Linked DNA regions of Gossypium hirsutum: region 2 is linked to region 1. A link is a contact called in public Hi-C data. All regions are on one chromosome and are shown on one strand. The core of a region is the stretch at or near the end of the contact, and the rest is flanking DNA. Distances in the headings are between cores, read along the strand shown. Region 1 holds the start of LOC107893942 (transcription factor CSA). Region 2 has its middle 15 kb from the start of LOC107893671.

Region 1 (5,816 bases), core at 2,379-4,878:
TTACTCCATCTTCTTAGCTACTGGATGGAACATAAGCAAACACTTAATTGTCCTCACTTGCATTCTCTAAACAAACTTATTTGACAATGGATTTTGAGTCAAGTGGGAAGGAGGTTGCTTTGATAGGGATGAATAGCACAGTGCTCCAACCTTAGTTTATTAATATCAATAAATAACATTATTCTATGATTCCACGGTTTTAATTAGGAATAGAAAAGTAAGTGTTCAATTTTTCTCGTTTGGAATTTGACCTTACTCCAAAATAAATTTTCCCTTCGATTCAACTCCACTCTATAATCGAGGCCAGATATAAATTATAATTACCAAATATTGGATCTTAGACCCAAAAAGAGTAGCTGATGAAGATGTACAAGTAACCCAAACTGAAGCCCAAAATGTAAAAGAACAAGAACAAGGAAAAAAAATACTAGATATTGGGCTCCGATCACTGTTTTCCTTCTCTTCATTTTGTTAAATACATTATGGTATAGTTGTTCATGGTGAACTTCGAATATTTTTAAAAAATTTTAAAATTATAACCATTTGGTATAATAGCCATTTTTAAAGGGAGTAACAAGATTACAAGCAGTTTATGGTCAACATTTTCATATTTAGTAATCTCAGCTTTATGTATATTCCCATGTGGATGGCATGAATCCTGGGAATGATTGATGATGGTAAAGGAAGGAAGCAATGGTGAAAAAAAGGTTGGTGAAGTTTGTTTTGTTTGCATCATTTGTGCCTGAATTTTGCAGTCCCATGAGAAAAGAATGCCTTCTGTTTCAAATTTCAGTTTCTTGTTTTGTCTTTCTTTGCCTCATCATCAGCATACGCTGTTTGTTTCACCATCATATATTCATGCCTCCGGTATGTTCCTCCATATCATAAAGCATTTATCTCACACTTCTTTAATGATTTTATCCACTAAGGCAAACCTTAATACAAGGATGGAATTACCACTGAATTGATGCAGTTAATGAAAAACATGATTCCCATTTTACCACTATGCAAAAATCATATCATATAATATGAAAACCTGATTTTGAAAGTCCATTTCAGCACCCTTTATGATCATAACTGTGGTTCAAAACCAATAGACAATGGAGGAGAGTTGGGAGTGTTTAATAGTTTTAGAAACAAAGAGAAGGGAAAAACAGTAGAGAAGGCTGCATGCATATAATTATAATTTTATTATTTTGTTTCAACTTATGGAAAGGGTGGGGACTCGGTAGAGAAAGGGGACATGGAACAGACTGATGCAGAGATCTATGGACTGTCACCTTTCTCTTTACCTCTAAATGGCCCTCTCAGTTATCTTGGAGCACTTCCACATTAAGGTGGAAACCTTTTTCAGGGCCTTTTTTTTTTCTAAAACTTCATATGGCTCCTACTCCAAGAAAGTCAATGAATGGGGGTGGAACTGTCTCATAGTGGCTGCTGGTTGCTGCTTTGGTACCTGGCACTGATGATGAAGGTTCACTGCCTGATATTTGAGCTGTTGGTGCTGCGGAATCTGTGAGACCTTGGGAGCTGAGGAACTCTGACTGTTGCATTGCCATTATGTATGATGGATGGTGATGCTGGTGGGGATAGAAACCAGAGATTTGGGGTTCATCAATGGGCCTATCCCAAGATCTGGTCTGGCTGAAAATACCCATCATGTCATTGCTCTTAACACCTGTTCCAAATGTTTTAAAAACACCACCAGTTACAATGTAGAGAAACTAGCAAATTAACAATGACTAAACGTGAATGTAGTGTCAAAAAACATGTAGAGGAGTGGATTGGTTTGGGTTAAACTTTAAAGCAGGAAAAAGGTAAAGGAAAACGGTTACATCAGTCAATGTCTATAAAGCAAATGAATAATTAAAACACAAAAATCATCGAAGTGTTTCTCAAGTATGAAATTCGAGGTAGGTTTCCAAAAAGGAAACCAATGAGGAAACAGCACAAAAACCCAAACACACAAAAGAACTGCATAATGAACATTGAAAATAAGCTTTGGAGGTAAAAAGGAGTATATAGGGAGTTTACAAAGAGACCCACCAGGGATGAAATCAAAAGGTGGCTGTTGTGTAATGAACCCTGTGCGAGGGACCTCGCTGCTTGAGTGGGGTGAAACATTAGAGCCAACGTTACCCCCAGCATTAGCACCATTGAAGGTTCCAAACTGGTAATGGGAGATAGTGCCAAGTCTTCTATTGGGGATGTTGAGACAGTATGGCGGTGGTTCAGCTTTTGTGGCTGCATCTCTGCAGACAAAATTTGGAGTTTCTTCCATTTTTCTATAAACAGATTGGCTCAGTTTCCTCCTCCTATAGGCAGTCGATTGTTCTCTATACTTCCTTGCCATAATCACATGCCAATGGTTCTTGACAGCATTATCAGTCCTTCCAGGGAACAGCCTAGCTATCATTGCCCACTTGTTACCATAAAGTCTATGAGCTTGCATTAGCCTCTCTTCTTCTTCTTCAGTAAATGCTCTTCTATTGATCCTAGGGTCCAATTGATTAAACCATCTTAGCCTGCAGCTCTTACCTTCAAGCACAATCAAACAAAAGTCATAATAAGTGGGAGAAGCCTTCTTAGTGAACTAAAGAATAAAATAACACTGCTTTTGCCATTTCTTGACGATTAACTTACCAGATCTTCCTTCCAACTTCTCTGCTATAAGGTTCCAGTTTTGAGGGCCATAAAGAGCTACAAGTTCCTTGAGCTTAGTATCTTCCGCAGGCCTCCAGTGGCCTCTTGCACAAAGCTTTGACTGACCACTATCTGTTTCCTTGCCACTTACGGTATTATCATTGGGGTTCTCTTCATTTAAGATGGCATTGAGATTAATGGTCCTACTATCATCTCCAAACCCATCACTGCAATCTGAGCTTTGACCTTCCACAACATCAGAGCTATGGTTTTCCTCAAAGCTCCTTGTTTTGCAGTTCCCCATGAAATGAAAACCCCAAGAAGCTCTTTCATTTTCCATCTCTGGGACCTTACAACCATAACTGTCCTGCGTGGAAGAAACACTTGAGCCTAGAATACCATAGTTTTGACCGAGAGAAAGGGAACCCATGTCTGGGTAAACCATCCCCATTGAAGAACCAAGAGAAGATGAAGAAGAAGAGGGAATAGTGGTTAAGTAATAGCCTGGCGTATTCATGTTGAATGGTGCTGGTGCATATATATAACACACTTGTTAACCATGCTTCATTTCCTCTTCTGACAAATGCTGTTATACAATTGTTAGAAAGTCATGTTCATGCACAGATGATTTCAAAAACAAAGTTTGACAAACAGTGAAGGACTGGAAAAGTGAAGTTATGCAGCAGCTGGGAGAAAAAGAAAAGGATTAAAACTTGAAACAGCAAAAACAGCTAGGGATATGTGTATAAGGGAGAAAACCTACAAAGGAATGGACTAAAAACAGTGATTGAAGTAGTTCAGCTAGTTCCTACTATTAAATTTTTAATGTCACCAACATCATTCACACGTGTGTAAGCGCCCTTTTTCTCTCTCACTGATGGGCATGAGGGTTCTTAGGCTGTCCCTCTCTATAATGACAAGAAAGACTCATAATATGATGTGTGTAAGCTTGGGGTGGTGCAGGTCTTAGACACCTTTCTTTTCAAGGCAGAAATTTTGAGAGCTTGACAAAACAGGCCCCTATCAACACACTAGTAAATAAACCTAGCCCTTTCCATCTCCATCAAATATCAGTCCCCATACAACTTTTTTTTATTTTATTTTTAACTTGAGGATTAGGTTTAACCTAGGGTTCAGTTAACCACCTGAAGTTGACCCAAAAACTAACACCCACCCCCCCCCCAAAAAAAAAAACCACCGAACCAAGAATTTACCGTATTCATCATGTCCCTTCCTTCCCAACTAACAGTACAAAATGGCTTATCCTTGTCTCTTTCATCTAGGCTTATCTCTCTTATCTCCATTATTAGAAACAAAGATTCTACTAATTAGTTTAGACACAAATATAAAAAGGGTATTTATTCTTTTCCCTTGATCTTTTTGCCATCGTAATTAATCACTAATTTAATATGGTGGTCATAGTTTTCTGCCCAAAATATATCTGCTCCATCACCTTGTCATGTGTAAAAAAAAAATATATTTGTTTCACTGTTTTGTTACACTTTTACAAGACTGAACAGTAAAAAACAGAAGAGATGTAACGTGTAAGGTAGATTCAAGCGGCTACCTTTCTCTAAGATCACTAAAACCCACAAATAATACATTACTACCTTTTTTTTCTGCCATCCCTGATGTATGTATGTAGATACATGCACAATATGTCAGTAATGGGATGCATCAGAAAATTAGATAATCATCAATGTGCCAAGTTTGTACATCTTTTTTCTTTCAAGTTAATTGACAATTAAACAGTGCATTCCATAGGGCATTTGAGAAAATTGTTTAAGGAGGTTGTGCTGCCTAGTGCTTCTGTCATGAGTCAATGGCCTATTGAGAGATTGGCCTCTTTTTTAGTTTTTACCACGAAGTTACAGAATGTCCAGTTCCCAGTTACTTTACACAGTTTTTTTACCATTAATGGCTCTAAGGGTGACTCTAATGAGAGCCTATAAATAGGAAACAAAGCTTTTCTTTGATAGTTTCTGATTGCTTCAAAGAGGATGATGATGAGTCAGATCAATGAATGAAGTAACTTCTCAAATAGTAAACAAAATTTGGCATATTCAGAAACAAAAAACCTCAATTAAACCAGTTAAAAGCACAAGTATATTTCCATGTAAGGAATGTCCTTAACTTTTACCCACAAAAAATGTGAAAAGATATGCTTGGATAAAAGAATGGACCTAATATTGTATTTTTATTTTGTTCCTTTTTACTTTTTTTCTCAGTTTTCACTAACTGGAAACCTAATGACAGACCTTTCATTTATTGTGATCACTGACGCTAACAGGAATGTACTATCTCTGATGCTGATGTGATGAGTTGGTCAAAGAAAGCTTTGAAAGCTTACTTTACTTGAGAAAACAAAGCGTCTAAAACCCTAAAAATATATAATTAGCAAAAGGTGTAGGAGAGGAGGGGTTAGACCCTCCATTATTGCTGTTTAGTTGTAATTAGGTCGGTTAAAATTGTTAGTCTTATTATTTCATGGTTACTTCCCATGGGGGTCCCAAAACCAATGAGGGAGGCATATTAGTGGTTTTTCCCTGGAGACTCACTGCAGTAATTATTAATGGTGGGTTTTCTTTTTATCTTTTACTTCTGCCATAAGATTACAGGGTTGTCTTGATGTCATCATCACATTGGGACCCGGTAAAAACAGTTGATTTTATTTTTGTCATATTTATTGAATTAATTTATTTAACTCAGTGAATCATCCGTACGGCTATTTATTTTGTCCAAAATATTTGTTTTTTTTTTATAACCTCATCTTTTAGATCCAAAACAATTTATGTTTGAAATTAAATGTTAACATTTGAAAAAAGTATATACAAAATTTTAGAAAACGTGCAATTATCTTTTAATTAAATAACAAATAAATGTAAAAAGTATTTAATATAAAATATAATAAATAAAAGTCAAACCTTTTACGTGAAATGGTTAACTGTTTTTTTTCTTCTTCTTTTTTTACAATAAGTTAAGTGAAAAAGTTGTGAAATAATGTTAAACTGAATATATTGGTACCCACTCTTTGGGTGAGAAGTTCTATTTGTTTGAATAAAAATTTATATATTTTGATTAGTTTTTTAAAGATAAGCCCATAGTTGTGTTAAGATAGTCATAATTTCTTGATATTTATATAATTAATTTTTTAAGAAAGTAATATTGTTAAA
Region 2 (5,816 bases), core at 2,285-4,784, 540 kb after region 1:
AAAACCATCTCATTGATTCTGGTCTCAGGCTCAATGTTGTCATAACTTAGAATATAATGATTAAGAGGTCCCAAATTAGGAATCCAATTATCTTTCCAACATCGTATAGTCTTCCCATTGCCAATGGTCCAAATCATATTACTCCGCAAGAGGGGCCACGCTTTGGAAACTGCTTTCCACATATAGGAGCAACTATTCCTCATAATGGATTTCGACATATTTCCATACAAACCATACTTAGCTCTTAGAACCCTAACCCAGAGAGTTTCAGACTTGGTAATAAGATTATAGCCAATTTTCATCATGAAAGCTTTATTCTGATCCCCCAAGCGACGAAGCCCAAGACCTCCATGAGTCTTAGGCTGACATATATCATCCCACCCTACTAAGGCCATCTTCTTTTTACCATCCGCAGCTCCCCAAATAAACTGTCTCGCTAATTCTTCAATAGAGTCACAAATTCCTTTAGGGACAGGGGTTGATTGCATGAGGTAACTTGGTATCGACAATAAAACCGACTGTGCTAATGTGACTCTTCCAGCAAAAGAAAGACTCTTAACATCCAAACTAGAAAGTCGACTACGTACTCTTTCCACCAAGAAATGTAAGATGCTATTAGTAACTCTCTGATGAAAAAGTGGGACCCCAAGGTAGTGGCCTAAATCCTTAACTTCTTGAAACCCAAGGGTATCATTTATAGCTGCCCTTAAAGGTTCATCAACCCCCGTCGAAAAAAACACGTTCGTCTTCCTAGCATTAACCTTATGACCAGAAAGCTCACAAAAGTTGTTCAGAAAATCCTTCAGAAGGCCACTATGAACTAAATCAGCTTGGCTAAAAATCACCAGGTCATCTGCAAAGAAAAGATGCGATAAATTTGGACCTATGCGCGATAGTCGAACGGGGCTCCACTCCTTTGCCAAAATGCTCTGGTGAAATCTATGCCCCAACCATTCCATACAGAGAACAAAGAGATAGGGTGACAGTGGACAACCTTGCCGGATACCTCTCACTGGCTTAAACTTTTGAGTTGGCTCACTATTCCAAAGTACCTGCAAAGAGGATGAAGATATAGCATTCATAATAACTTTCACTAAATGACAAGGAATACCTGCTGCATTGAGAGAGGCTTCGACAAAATCCCATCTGACTTTATCGTAAGCCTTTTCCAAATCAATCTTGACAGCCATCCATTGAAGTCTCTTTTTAGACCGCATAGAATGTAAAACTTCCTGAGCAATAATGATGTTGTCAATAATGCTTCTTCCTACAATGAAGCCTGCTTGTTCTTGCCCGATAATCTTTGGAAAAATAGACTTAAACTTATTAGCAATGTCTTTCATTACTAATTTATACAACACTGAGCAAAGGCTGATGGGTCGGAAGTGAGAAAAAGTTTCTGGACTTTTTACTTTGGGAATTAACACAATAAGAGTGTTATTAAACTCTGGTTCGATGTCTCCCCCTTCGAAAATATTCTTGACCCACTCACAGATGGCATCTCCAATATTATCCCATTGATTTTGGAAGAAAGCAGCCTGAAAACCATCGCTACCTTGGGCTTTCAATGGTGCCATATCGAAAAGTGCAATTCTTATTTCCTCATTCATAACATTTCTATTGAGAAAATCAGCGTCTTCAGTGCTAAGACTAGGAAAAGCGCTGGGAGGAATAGTACCTAGTGATCTTGGATTTTCCCCGTAAAGCTTTTGGAAAAACTGAGCCGCTTCAGTTTTGAGTGTCTCAGGATCAAAATTCCAATCTCCATTGGTATCACGTAAAGCAGTGATTTTATTAAAATTCCTCCTCTGAACAGTGCGCCTATGAAAATAACTTGTGTTACGGTCACCCAATTTCAGCCACTCACATCTGGATTTTTGCTTCCATAACATTTCCTCATGATGAAGAACATTTTCCAACTCCTCGCGAATCAAAATTTCCTGATGAAAAATAGATTTCAAACAAGAAAGGTCCAAAGCAAATTGAGTCTTAGAGAGCTGATGCATTAACTGCCTCTTCCTCTGATTAATATGGCCATAAACACATTTGTTCCAGTTTTTAAGCTTATCCGTTAAACGTACAATTGCACTAGTCATGTTACCATCAAAACACCAATTTTCCTTAACAAACTCAGAGAAATTTTGGTGGTGAAGGCAACCAGCTAAAAAACGGAAGGGACGATTAACACCAAGTCTATCGTTTTTAAAAAGGTTAAATAGAAGGGGGCGGTGATCTGACTTAATTCGAGGCAGATGGGACACCGAACAATTGGGAAATAATTCCATCCAAGAGTCATTGCCCACAGCCCTGTCCAATCTCTCAGAAAGATTACCCCGATGCTAAGTGAACGAAGGACCTTGGAAACCCAAATCATGCAGCTGAGCTCTATCCATAAAATTTCCAAATAACTGACACCTGCGACCTTTGATATGACCTCTTTTCTTATCATCGGAAGAGAGAATGGCATTAAAATCTCCAATTGCCATCCAATGATCCTTTCCAATGGGAATTGAGCAGCTAAGATCATTCCACAAGACCTTCCTTCGCATTTTATCAGGGCTCCCATAAACGAAAGCAACCAAAATCGGCTTAGGAATTAATATAGAATAGATACGGGCCAAAATAAATTGAGTGTGGTTACCTACCACCTTTAAATCAATCGAATCTTTCCATCCAATCCAGATACCTCCAGAGAAGCTTACGGCTTCCACACGGTGAGACTTATCCTAGCCCAACTTTGTAATAATTTTGTCAGCTTTGTTTCCACTAATTCTTGGCTCAAGTAAACTAATGATATTAGGCTTATGCTGATTATTGTACTCACGAAAAGCTCGTAAAAACTTATCTGATGCACATCCCTGTACATTCTAAGATAAAATAGACAAATTCATAATAAAATAAAAGATAAAAGAAAGACAAACTTATCTTATTGATGAACAGAATGAGGGAACTCTACTTCCTTGCCAGACTTCTCTGTTAAATCCATGACTGATTTCCCATCAATTTCTGAAGCGATAAGTTCCGCTGCTCTCTTCATAGAATCTGCAAAAGGAACACGAATATTCTCAGAATATTTAAAATAACTCCCTGGTCCTTTTAAAGTTTTATTCAGCTTCCATCCTCTTTTGGAACCAGTCCCTTTAGTATACTGGCCCTTAAAAACCTTTTTGGATAAATTAATTTCGGTCGAATGTCTGCCCCTCAATTGCTCAGTCGTATTCTCTGTAGGACTTCTATTAGAAAACACGGCTGCCGAGTGATTTTTGGCATCCAAAACACCTTCCTTCACGTCCACATTGACAAAAGAGGTCTCCTCGAAAGCAGGGTTGAAATGCACAATATGGTTCACTGGATTTAATGTCCTATTGTTAGCGTCATTGATTATCGAGGGGATATCCGAAGTACTTAAAGCTTTGGCAGAAACTGTAGCAGCTATGTTCGAATTTTGGGCCTCCTGCTGTAACCCACCACAACCATTACTATCCGTCTGGTCTTTATCGGTCGAAGAGGACAAATTCAAAACCATCTTGGACATTTGTTGATCCTGGCCCATAGAAGGCTGACTCGTGGTCTGAAACACAGAACGGGTAGTGGGCTGGAGGGCACGTGCCTGCCCTTTAAAAGAACTATCCACCGACACACCTGAATTGACACTCTTCGAAACATTAGCAACAGATTTCCTGCCCGTTGGTGTCATAATTAGAGAAGCATTTAAGGGAGCTTTCCCTTTATTCTTCAGATTTGATTGTGGTTCCTTAATTATTTCTTCTACCGAAGGCACCTCCTCCAAATCTGCAAGAGATTGGAACCGTGATCCCAGATTTTTCTCTCCTTTCAAATTATTGCCTTTTTTAGAAACCTCCAGATTGCCGCGCTTGGACTTTCTCTCCACCAGCATCCAAGGCCCGTAAGCTTCTTCTCCGGCCACCACATTAGTACTCGAATCATGGCCCGACGACTCACCCTTCTCATTTTCCCCTGATCTTTGTGTGATCATTGAACAGGATTCTTTAGTGTGACCATAACAACCACAATTAAAACATACCACAGGTAAGTTTTCATACTCAATCCTCTGAGGGTTACCATTAATAAAGATTTTAGAGACTAACGGCCGTCCCAGATTGACAAGCACTGCCATACGAGCATAACGACCCCTTGCTCTACTATCCGTGTTCGTATCCAATTTGGTGACTTTCCCTATCAAGCCTCCTATCTCTATAAGTATCTGTTTTTTATAAAAATGACTAGGTAACCCAGGAAAGCGAATCCAAGTAAGGACCTAATTTGGGTAGGGCAAATTGGGATTGAAATCAATCGTCTAAGGCTGGACCGTAAGATAATGACCGAAAATAACCCACGGTCCCTGAGAAAGAATTTTGTTGTAATCTGCAGTAGTCTCAAATTTTGCAAGATAGTAGCCATTTTCTGTATCCATTAATTGAAAAGGCTTAGCCGGCTTCCATATTCCATATAATCTATTTTGCAGGGTCGTAATTCCAAGGTTCCTTCCCAGCATCTTAAGAACCACCGAGGTTGACATTTCCTTTTCCAGAAGTTGATAGACTCTCTCCGAGAAATCAATTGAGGGAACTCCATCAATACAATATTTCTTGACATCCTGCTTTGTAAGGGCGAAACTATCTGCAGAGCACTGGTCCTCAGACGTGTTATTTAGATCTAAAGTTTCCTTCCCCACTAACATATCCTTCCAAGACAACGAAGGCTCTGGTAGTGGATCTACCACCATAACATCATCAGAAGACACATCCGATTCCTTAAATCTGACCTTCTTAGTATTAGAATCATCAAGGAAAGGGATATCCTCTCTGATCTTGTTTGCACTTTCAACCACAGAAGACGACAGCATTCTTACCAAAAAAAAAAAACTTTTAATTGATACAAATACGTTAAATCATATATATTTTAAAACTTTTTTAAAGCAATATATATATATATACTTTAGTATGATAAATTTGAATCATTAATTAACTTATTTATGTCTCAAAATTATTATTTTAGAAAATTTTAAATTTTAAATTTTAACTTTCTTTACATATTCTTTAGAATTTTTTTTATAAATTTTGGATTTTTTATAAATATTTTGAATTTTGAAAATTATTTGAATTCTTTTTTTGTAATTTTTATTGGGAGAGATTAATTTGTTCATTTTTAAATTTGACAGGGACCAAAAGAGTATTTATATCAATATGTTATTCGAATTGTAAAATTCAACTCGATTCAAACTTGAAACTCAAATTACTTATTTGAGTTCACTCGAAAAAATCGAATAACTTAATTCGATTAACTCAAAATTCAAATTTTTTATGATTTTTTCAAAACCCATCGAGTTTTGCTTACCCCTAACAATGAGAAGGTAAACAATTATATCATAGAAATGCAGTGATTAAAACATGAAATTTTACTTTTATTTCAAGGAATTTAATTTCATTATTTTAAGATTAAAAAATACAAGTTTAATTACTAATATCGTTAAAATTATTCTGTTAAATTTAGGTTTATTATAATGTTAATTTTTTGTTACGTGACTACTAAGTGAATATTCTTTTTTTTAAGATGTCACATTAGGAAATTTAATAAAAAAGGTTAATAATTAAATCCAAATTTTAAAATCGAAAAAGTAAAGGACTAAATTCTTAAAAATAGAAGTAAAATGATTAAATATCAAATATACAAAGAATACATGGAGTTGGAATATATTTTAACCAAATATAATTCCCAAATTATTGGAGAGCATTAGCCACTATAGCTTAATTCATGGCCGTAATCAATAGAGTTTTTTTGCCTGAATCTTTGGA

Evidence for each region. Hi-C and Micro-C count contacts between places; a contact is called where the count stands out from the background.
Region 2: a Hi-C map of leaf shows a contact between it and region 1, with 2.6 times the contacts expected there. The contact joins the enhancer-like site here to the promoter of LOC107893942 in region 1. A contact is called at or near these places in 4 of 34 Hi-C or Micro-C datasets (hypocotyl and leaf).

The regions. Positions count from the first base shown.
Region 1 is chrA13:21,676,514-21,682,329 of Gossypium_hirsutum_v2.1, forward strand. LOC107893942 (transcription factor CSA) reads right to left here and starts at 3,629. Exons shown (of 3, transcript XM_016819098.2): 1 at 2,644-3,629; 2 at 2,047-2,538; 3 at 1,041-1,678. The coding sequence starts at 3,160. The coding sequence ends at 1,377.
Region 2 is chrA13:22,218,082-22,223,897 of Gossypium_hirsutum_v2.1, forward strand. No RefSeq gene overlaps it. Among protein-coding and RNA genes, the nearest start is that of LOC107893671, 15 kb to the left of the region's middle. Within about 2 kb of position 3,535, at least 9 of the 9 cell types and tissues checked have an H3K27ac peak or open chromatin away from gene starts, as enhancers often do. A contact at or near this core is called in hypocotyl and leaf, where this site is marked.